2 separate regions of the Triticum aestivum genome follow, and region 2 is linked to region 1. The links are chromatin contacts, called in public Hi-C maps. All regions are on one chromosome and are shown on one strand. Each heading gives the region's core, a stretch centred on a gene start, on an enhancer-like site or on the middle of the called end of the contact. The rest is flanking DNA. Distances are from core to core; before and after follow the strand shown.

The links. Hi-C and Micro-C count contacts between places; a contact is called where the count stands out from the background.
Region 2: a contact with region 1 is called in a Hi-C map of leaf, with 2.1 times the contacts expected there. The contact joins the enhancer-like site here to the promoter of LOC123106025 in region 1. A contact is called at or near these places in 2 of 5 Hi-C or Micro-C datasets (leaf and root).

What each region holds. Positions count from the first base shown.
Region 1 is chr5A:690,176,521-690,181,391 of IWGSC CS RefSeq v2.1, forward strand. It overlaps LOC123106025, which reads right to left and starts at 1,836. Exons shown (of 7, transcript XM_044528222.1): 1 at 69-1,836. The coding sequence starts at 1,274.
Region 2 is chr5A:690,211,578-690,216,394 of IWGSC CS RefSeq v2.1, forward strand. No RefSeq gene overlaps it. Among protein-coding and RNA genes, the nearest start is that of LOC123106025, 36 kb to the left of the region's middle. Within about 2 kb of position 3,349, at least 6 of the 8 cell types and tissues checked have an H3K27ac peak or open chromatin away from gene starts, as enhancers often do. A contact at or near this core is called in leaf, where this site is marked.

The DNA.
Region 1 (4,871 bases), core at 586-3,085:
TGAGCATAACAACATCTGTGGTAGATCCTTCAAGTGCATGGAAACACACTGTCTGGACTGCAACTCACCCCATTTTTGGACCATGAGAGATCCAAGATGGCATCATCATGCCCATGGAATTCATGCACAGGGACCTGAGACAGCGCAAAGGTGCGGTGAGGGATCACAACGCAGGCCGGATCTGCTTGCCCCTTTGAGCTCTTGTCCTGTTTGCTCTTGGTCCCTTCGCTGGAGTTGACAGGGGCCAGTTCAGAGTTCTCATTGACAGTGAAGAACACACACGACGGATCGTCCTCGGCGAAGTCGAGTTCGTCGGGCCTCTCGCCTTCCACCACCCGCCACACCCGCACCACGCCGTCCTCGCCTCCGGTGGCCAGGTACTGCCCGTCGGAGCTGAACTTCATGGCCACAATGGGGCCCTTGTGCGCCCTGATCTCTTGGCCCCTGTACACAGCTGACAATTCCTTTGACCGCTTCTTGTATGGCCTGACCTTGACCCTGTCAAGGGCCTTCCCGGGCTTCCCGGCGCAACTCCGGCAGGAGCTGGAGGAGGTCGAATTCGCCTCGTCGTCGTCCTCGGCGTCGACGACGCAGGCGCCGATGCCCAGCCTCCGGAGCCACCCGAACCGCCTCCTCCGGCGGCTCTTCCTCGCCGCTAAGGACTTCTCAGGGGTGGAGGGCTCGTCCGAGGAGTCGTCCACCCGGCGCATCATCTCGCGGATGAAGGGGGAGGAGCCGGAGATCCTCTCGAATTCCGCGGCGGTGACGGTCCGGTTGGAGCGGCGCTCCCTGAGGCTCCGGAAGCTGCCGTCCTTGCCCAGCTCGTGGACCACGAAGACCGTGCCGTCGTCCAGGTTCTTGAACACGCACTCCAGGCCCTCCTCGCCGCCGCCGCCGGCGCTTCGGCCGGGCGCCCCCGCCTCCTCGTCCCCCGCAGTCCCGCGCGCGAGACGAGGGGCGGGCGAGGCCGGCGCCGCGCCGGGGCTCCCCAGGACGACGATCTCCTCGCCGGCGCGGGGCCTGGAGCGCGGCTCCGATTCGGCGGGATCCAGGAGGCCCAGGGAGCGGACGAACCGCTGGCGGCGCTCCTCGACGCTGAAGGGGCCCGTGGCCCAGACCTCGAGCAGGGCCCCGCCGCAGAGCCAGCCCTCGCCGTCGCCGCTGTGGCGGCCGGAGCTGGCCGGCGAGGCGACGGAGGGCGGCGAGATGGCCTCCCTGGAGTCGAAGAACTCCTCCTCGCCCGCGTCCGCGTCCAGCGAGCGCGCCCGCGCCATGGGCACGCCCGTACGACCAAGCGGAGGTGGCTCCACCACAACCAGTTCAGCCCCGCCGGCAGGCCGCCAAGAACCGAGCTTTAGCGGAGCGGGGGCGGGCGAATCCGGCAGCGGATCTCGCGGCGCTGGCTCCCGGATCTCGGTGGAGTCCGTCCGTCCGTCCGTCCGTCCGTCGGGTCCTTTATGGCGCGCCCACTGCGTGGCAGCCTCTGCCTGCCGCTGGCGTCCTGCCACGGCCCTCTCTCTTTCTCTGTCCTGTTGGGGGACGGACGGATGATGCAGTGGCAGTGGTACTACCCCGCCGCTCCCTCGCTCTGCTACCTCCCGTGGGGTTGGGTGTCAACAAGGAGCGCAAGGGAACCAACCATCCACCACGACACCCAAAAGCGAGTAGAGTGGGCGGACGGAGGGAGGAGGGGAGCAGCAATAAAAGGCCACGATAGCTAGCTAGCCAGCACAGGAGCGAGCGAGGTAGGGGAGGGATCGGTTGGGGCCGGGATCCATCCCAGCCGGCCCGGTAAAAAGCCGCTACCCACCACAACGGGACCGACGGCTGACTGCTTTCCCTTCCCCCTCCTTCCCCTCTCCTCCCCTTTCCCCTTTCCTTCCTCCATGCTCACTATTTCTATGTTTCTATTCTACTAGCAATATTTCTCTCATGTAAAAGAAAAAGGAATATTTCTCTGATGATGAAAAATTGTCTAATTTGGTTTGTTTGGGATTGTGAGATGGTGTTAGGTGACCCGTCTCCGACTTTTCAATTCAAGAGGTTTCAGAGGCCAAGTCTCATGTTTCTTTGTTTGTTTGTTTGTTTGTTTGCTTCTCTAAGCCGTGACGGGCTATGAAGGTCCGCGTCGTTTTCTGCCATCCCGTGATGATGATGCGTGCAAAACGATCGTATTGAAGTAGTGCTTTTTTAACGTGGCGTGGGCCGTGGAAGACCCATTGAATAGCGGCAACGATAGAGAGTCTAATGTTTCCAAGACTAAGAGCGTGCGTTAGTGTGTCATTTATATTGTGTGTCGTCTTCCATCTGATTGGTCAGCTATCGAATTGACTACGTACATTCATTCCCCATGACTGTATAGTGGAGGTGGAATTTACGGCCACAAATCGATGCTACAAAACAGAAGTAAAACCCCAAATTAATACCATGTAGAGGGTGTGGACCGTCGAAAACTCACAGAATGGCCCACAACGGAACCGACGGCTGAGCCTGACGCCTCCCCCATTCACCTTCTCTTGCTCCATGGAGCGTTTCATTTCAACGTCTATGGGCATTTCAGCGATAAATGATCGCTGGATTCTTTTCTTTCTTTTGCATGAGAATAATTGTCCAATTCATTATTATTTGGGATTGCGAGATGGTTGGGTGACTTGCCGCTTGACTTTTCAAGAGGTTTTAGAGGCCAAGTCCCGTGTTTGTTTCTCTAAGCTGTGACTGACGGTTATAAAGGTGTGCGTCGTTTTCATTGATGTCATCATGATGATGTGTGCAAAACGATATTTTGTAGTAATGATTTATAAGCGTGGCATGGACTATCGAAGACCCAAAGAATGGCAGCAACTATAGAGCCTAGCGGTTGCAAGACCATGAGCATGTGTTAATGTATTGTTTTATATATTTTATGGCTTCTTCTGTATCGCCAGTCAACTCAACGTATTCATTATGTACACTGTATGTATATAATAAATACTGGAGATGGAAGTGACTGCACCAAATAAGTACTACAGATAGAAAGGGTGGCGTGGACCGTAGAAGACCCGGAGAATGGCAACAACAATAATGAAGGTTAAGTTTTCAAAATTAAGAGCGTCGATTTCCATCTTTTGATATTTTACAGTATATATATATTCATTTGATTCGTCTACCCATATAGATTATGTTTTAGATAAATGTAAAAATTTAGATAAAAGGACATACCAATTATGTTAATTTGCCCAATTTATTATTAAAGACGCAAATGGTGACCGCAAGTTAATATTAGTGATAGAAATAAGACCCCAATGTAATATATACTATACAAAGGGCTTAGGATAACAAACTAATAGTGTGACAGAAGTAAGAACTGTGCCCCGGATAGCTCACGATAGCTAGCTAGCTAGCACAGGAGCGAGCGAGGTAGGGGAGGGGGCCTTGATCAATCCCTGGGATCGGTTGGGGTCAGGGTCGGGATCCATCCCAGCCGGCCCGGTAAAAAGTCGCACCCACCACAACGGCTGACTGCCTTCCCTTCCCCCTCCTTCCCCTCTCCTCCCTCTCACCTTTCCTTCCTCCATGCTGACTATTTCTATGTTTCTATTCTACAAGCAATATTTCTCTCATGTAAAAGAAAAAGCAATATTTCTCTGATGGTGAAAAATTGTCTAATTTGGTTTGTTTGGGATTGTGAGATGGTTAGGTGACCTGTCTCTTGACTTTTCAATTCAAGAGGTGGTTTTAGAGGCCAAGTCTCGTGCTTGTTTCTTTCTCTAAGCCATGGCAGGTTCGAAGTTTCGCATCGTTTTCGGTCATCCCGTGATGATGATGTGTGCGAAACATCGTTTTGTACCAATGGTTTTTTAGCGTGGCGTGGACCGTGGAAGACTCGGGGAATAGCGGCAACGATGGAGAGTCTAATATTTCCAAGACTAGGGGCGTGCGTTAGTGTGTCATTTATATTATATTATGTGTCGTCTTCTGTCTGACCGGTCAGCCATCGAATTGACTATGCACATTCATTTTCCCTGACTATATAGTGAAGGCGGAATTGACGACCACGAAACGATGCTACGAACAGAAGTAAAATCCCAAATTAATACCATACTAAGGATGGTGTGGACCGTCGAAAACTTGAAGAATGGCAATATCAGGAAAAGTTAATGTGCCTGCAACCCGCAACAGAACCTACGGCTGAGCCTGACGCCTCCCCCATTCACCTTCTCTTGCTCCATGGAGCATTTCATTTCGACGTCTATGGGCATTTCAATGATGAATAATCGCTATCGCTGAATTCTTTTCTTTCTTTTGCATGAGAATAATTGTCCAATTCATTATTATTTGGGATTGCGAGATGGTTGGGTGACTTGTCTCTTGACTTTTCAAGAGGTTTTAGAGGACAAGTCCCGTGTTTGTTTCTCTAAGTTGTGGCGGTTATAAGGCGCATGTTGTTTCCGTTGATCCCATCATGATGATGCGTGCAAAACGACGTTTTTTAGTAATGATTTTAAGGGTGGCATGGACTATCGAAGACCCGAAGGCCAAGTAATAGTGGCAACAATAGAGCCTAACAATTGCAAGACCACGAGCGTGTGTTAATATATTGTTTTATATTTTTTGGCTTCTTCTGTATCACCAGTCAACTAAACATATTCATTATGTACACTTATATATACATAACAAATATTGGAGATGGAAGTGACTGCAACAAATAACTACTAGGGATAGAAAGGGTGGCGTGGACCGTCGAAAACACAAAGAATGGCAACAACCGTAATAAAGGTTAATTTTTGAAAATGAAGAGCATCCATTTCCATCTTTTGATATGTTACAGTATATATTTTTTCATTTGATTTGTCTGCTCATATCGATTATGTTTTAGATAAAAGGTAAAAAGT
Region 2 (4,817 bases), core at 2,099-4,598, 37 kb after region 1:
CCGCAGGCTATGGACATGGCGTCGTGCGAGCTCGCCTGGGCCAAGGCCAGAGGGCTATGGTCATTGCTGGCTAGGCAACATTAGTCGACAATCACTCGGTAGTGCCAACTCCTCCCCGGTCTGGCCGGAGACGCAATCATGGGCACGTCCTACCGTGGAGGAGCTGACCCAGGCTTGGTGGCTGATACCGGGCTAGAGTGGATGGAGTGCCTCTCCTCTTCCTAATGTGGTTGATGCGCCGTGAAGTGAGCGGCTGGCGGTGTCTCGGTCCTTGGATGCCAGGGCGGGGGACTCGGATGGTGGTCCGCATGGGTGGCTTTCCCACTTGCACCATGTCGATGGTGATGACGATGCCTCTTAGTTATGTGCGTGGCGAGGGGTGTTGCGGAGGGTGGCTCGGGCTCTAATCGTTTCTTGGCAGTATGGACGCCCAGATCCAGATATGGAGGCATGTGCTTGTCGTGACTAGGATGCCTCATAGTGGTAGAGGACTAGAGGTGATGTGCCGAATGAAAGCTCCGTACTGTAGCGCCGATGGCGGCAACACCCAATGGTGTTGCTCTCCTTTTGAGGACGTCGTCATGATTCTTCTCTTAGTGTCAGGGTTCCAGACGAAGAGATTTTTACAATGCATCATACTACCCAATATAATAAGTAGTATTAAATCAATCCAATGGTCTTGATAATTCCTTATGAGAGGTAAATCTGTCCTTTGAGATTTAACTGTAATGATTAGTCAACTAATTAAAATATGATTATCTAATTAATTGCAATCATCCTAGCGGACAGGCCGTCGTCGCCAAGCTCCGCCATACCGACGTGGCCAATAATCGCCGCCGACTCAGCATGCACGGCGCAGCCCAAAACCTTCGCCATCCTAATGCCCAAAGCCGTTTGCAAGCCGCCGGCCCCCACAACCTCCGCCGTCCCGACGTACGCTGCCTGCTCTCCTCCCGGCGCGCACATCAGAAGATCCGCTGGTTGAAGTGTCAAGCCTATGTCGCCACTGGATTGATTCGTTGAGTATTTCATCACTAATCCATCACCAATCCACCACGCAAACTACTAATCCGCAAGCACACACACAGACATTCAGAACTAGCTAGCACAGATGCGCACCATCCATCAGCAGGCACACACATCTAACAGTGGAGAGAGAGGTGAAGGACCGAACTATCTACGTGAGGGAGAGGAAGTCGTTGACTTGACGACGCAGGGAGGAAGTGATCTCAGGGCAGCGGATGGAGGTAAGGTCCGTGGCCTGGGGCTCCGTGCAATTTAGAGAGCAGTTCATATGCGTCAGTGGATGGCCGCCGGGCGGCGTGGCGCGGCGTGGCTGCGTCATATCGCCAAGGTGTGCCTGCGTCAATAACCTCGCATGTCGTCGGGGAGCTGAGTTTGATTTGTGAACTGCCTAAAATATCCTTAATGCCTTAATATACTGCACAAATTGGGTGGTAGTATTGGTCAATCCAATGCGTTGGTTCACTAAAATGGATGGCCCATATATCTTAAATGTATCTGTCATGATTCTTCTCTTAGTGTCAGGTTCCAGACGAACACCCTTGCCCGTCTAGAACTCAATAGCAACGACTCTTAGCACCATTTTCCCTCCTGAAGGTGTTATTGTGGAGCTTAACTTTTATAAGGCGTGCCGTGATGTTGTATTCAAGCCTGCCTATGTTATGTTTCGACTTGTTAGAATAAATCCGAGGCATACTGTCGATCATTTGAGAACCAAGCAATCACACGAGCACGACACCAAGATTTATTAACGAGGTTCACCGATATGGCTACATCCCCGGGGCTTGACTACGGGCGCTCCTCCTCGTGACACCGTCACAATACCGCACCCGGTCGCCCTGGACACCGCCACATGCCGCCGGCTTCCCCTCCGTTCCGATGCTATTATGTTGGCATAGGTTACATTGTGTGTCGAGCCCCGCTATATATGAGAGGCCTAGGATACAAGTGTCCTACTAGGACACGACTCCATATCCTATCTAAACACAATACAACTATAAGTCCAACTGTAACCTAACTCGTACACAATATTCGACACAACTCTAACAAACTCCACCTTGGCGAATATTCTCCATCATCTTGAATTCGTCAATGCATCAAACTTCCATGTACATTGGACTTGAGTTTATCCCATGAGAACCGCTGCTACTCCAAAGACTCCATGTGACTCCGCCTGCAACTTGTAGTCCCTTCTTTTCTTGACCACAGTCAACGCTCGAGCAAAATTAAGTTCCTTGTTACTCTAGGTGCTCCCAACTTCCAGAGTATTAGTCCAACGTCATCACACACTGATCACTGACCTGCGTGAAAGTGAATAACTCACATATTGGGTGTCATGCATAAGAGTTACCTGAACTCAACATCACCGCTCCTTTCTTGACCGCCTGTCTGAAACTTGAAGAAATTTCACCATTGCTTGTAGTCATCCCGAGTCAAATTCGCAGTTGTCTCACCACATGTATGACCACCAGAGCCCTGGCCCGTCTCCATGCCCCGTGCATACCGCACGCCTCGCCGCTATTACCGTGTCGAGCCTCCGCTGTCCCGGTCGAGTCTCAAGGGCCGCGGACCAACACCACTCAACCCCACTGCAGAGTACCACTGATCATCACAGACCGATGACGAGTTTCACACCTCCATCAAACCACTGGGCTCCAGTCCGAATTACGTGTCCCTCGCTTATTCCCAGTTGAATAGGCTTCGATTCTCTGGATCCTTACACTGTAGCCCGTCAATCCAGCTCCACCTTCAACATGACTCCATGGTAGATGATCAGTCCACCCTCGCGTCCCGTCGATTTCAAGCTCACATGCGTACGCCGTCTTGAATCAACCACATGCCATAGTCTTGTCGAAGCCACACAAGCCTCGGGCCTGCGCCACGTGTTTCCACGCCCAGAAATCGGTCACCATCAGCATTACGCTCCTATGCCGCCGTCGCCGATCCCGCACCGTCTTCTGTACCAACCGACTTGCGTCGATCCGTCAGACTGTCTAGTCCGACTCAGCCCCACAGGCCTCCGCAACCTATCCACGTGTTTCAAACCATCTCAACAAACCGACCCAGAAAAAACTCCCATGCAAACTGCACAAATTTCCCCTTTTTCCTGTCACTATTTGCTATTGCTTCTCCGTGCACTTCGTAGCAGAAAATTGATCGAATTGACCGAACCAAAACTGCTCCTGTGCACACACGTGGTCCTGATTGCTATCTTTTTTTTCTCAAACAAATCCTCACGATGCCTTGCTTGGGCTCCACAACATTACCAGCTCCCTTCCGCGCAACGCACGCGCATGCGTGAACCCCACAAATCATCTAGCCCATCGCCTGGGCCTGGCCCTCCAGTGTAGCACTGCCACCACCCAGAGAGAGCTGTAGCGCCGCTGGCCCAGCCCACTAGCCGGCCTTGGCCTCGACTTGTCAATGCCACGCACATCCACGCGAACGACTGCCGCCTCACTCGACCGGATCGCGCGCGCCCAACGTCGTAACCCGTTCTCGCCTAGGGTTTGCCACACACGCCACCAGGACCGATCTGGATTGATCGACTCCGCCGACGTCAACGGCTGCAGCCATAAGCACACGTGCCTTCTACTGATCTTGCTTTTCTCCAATTTCGTCGAGAACCACGTCCGTAGCACGGCTGCATCTCAAACTCAATGATTCCTCTAGATCAACACGATTAGCACCTCCGAACAATCTAGCTCATGATACCACTTGTTAGAATAAATCCGAGGCATACCGTCGATCATTCGAGAACCAAGCAATCACACGAGCACGGCACCGAGATTTGTTAACGAGGTTCACCGATATGGCTACATCCCCGGGGCTTGACTACGGGCGCTCCTCCCGTGACACCGTCACAATACCGCACCCGGTCGCCCTGGACACCGGCACATGCCGCCGGCTTCCCCTGCGTTCCGATGCTATTATGTTGGCATAGGTTACATCGTGTGTCGAGCTCCGCTATATATAAGAGGCCTAGGATACAAGTGTCCTATTAGGACACGACTCCATATCCTATCTAAACACAATACAATTATAAGTCCAATTGTAACCTAACTCGTACACAATATTCGACACAACTCTAACACAACACAGTCACGTGCTTTTATGCTGTCCGGCTATCCCAAAATCTGGGCTGTAAGAAGTTTTTCTCGCAACCTAAGCTAATCTAATGGATCCACTAATGCTAGTAGCAGGAGTACCGTGAGCTTTGATGTGTACTTTATCTATAAAGCGGAGTGAGAACCTGTTTCGAGTAGCAACTAGCACTGCACACGGCCGTAGAGCAGTCATGCATGTTCTAACTGACTAATGCTTTTTTTAACCTTGTAGTATCTAAGCTAATCTGACGGTTCCACTAATGCTAGCAGCAGGAGTACCGTGCTTTAGTCGTCGCGCTTACATGACAGGAGTACTAGCAGATTAATAATTAACCAATCAAGATAAGGTAAAAGCAAGGAAGCAAGCGAGCAGTCCTGAGTGCCCACCGACAGGTACGCACGTTTTCACGGTGGCCTGTTCTGTTTTGTTTCACAAAATTTAGAGGGTGCTTGAATACGTTTTAGTCTCGGGACTAAAAATAGTGAGACTAAAACTTGCTAGCCTCATCCATGCTTGGATCCAAATACTAAAGAGACTATAATTAAGTTAATAAGCATTTATTATTCTCCAAACTCTCCAATCCAGAACTCACATGTGTTAAAGGAGAGGAGTTAAATAAAGAGAGAGATGACTAATCCATATTTTTGTAGGGTACCCCTGACTAAATTTTTTTAGTCTCAAGACTA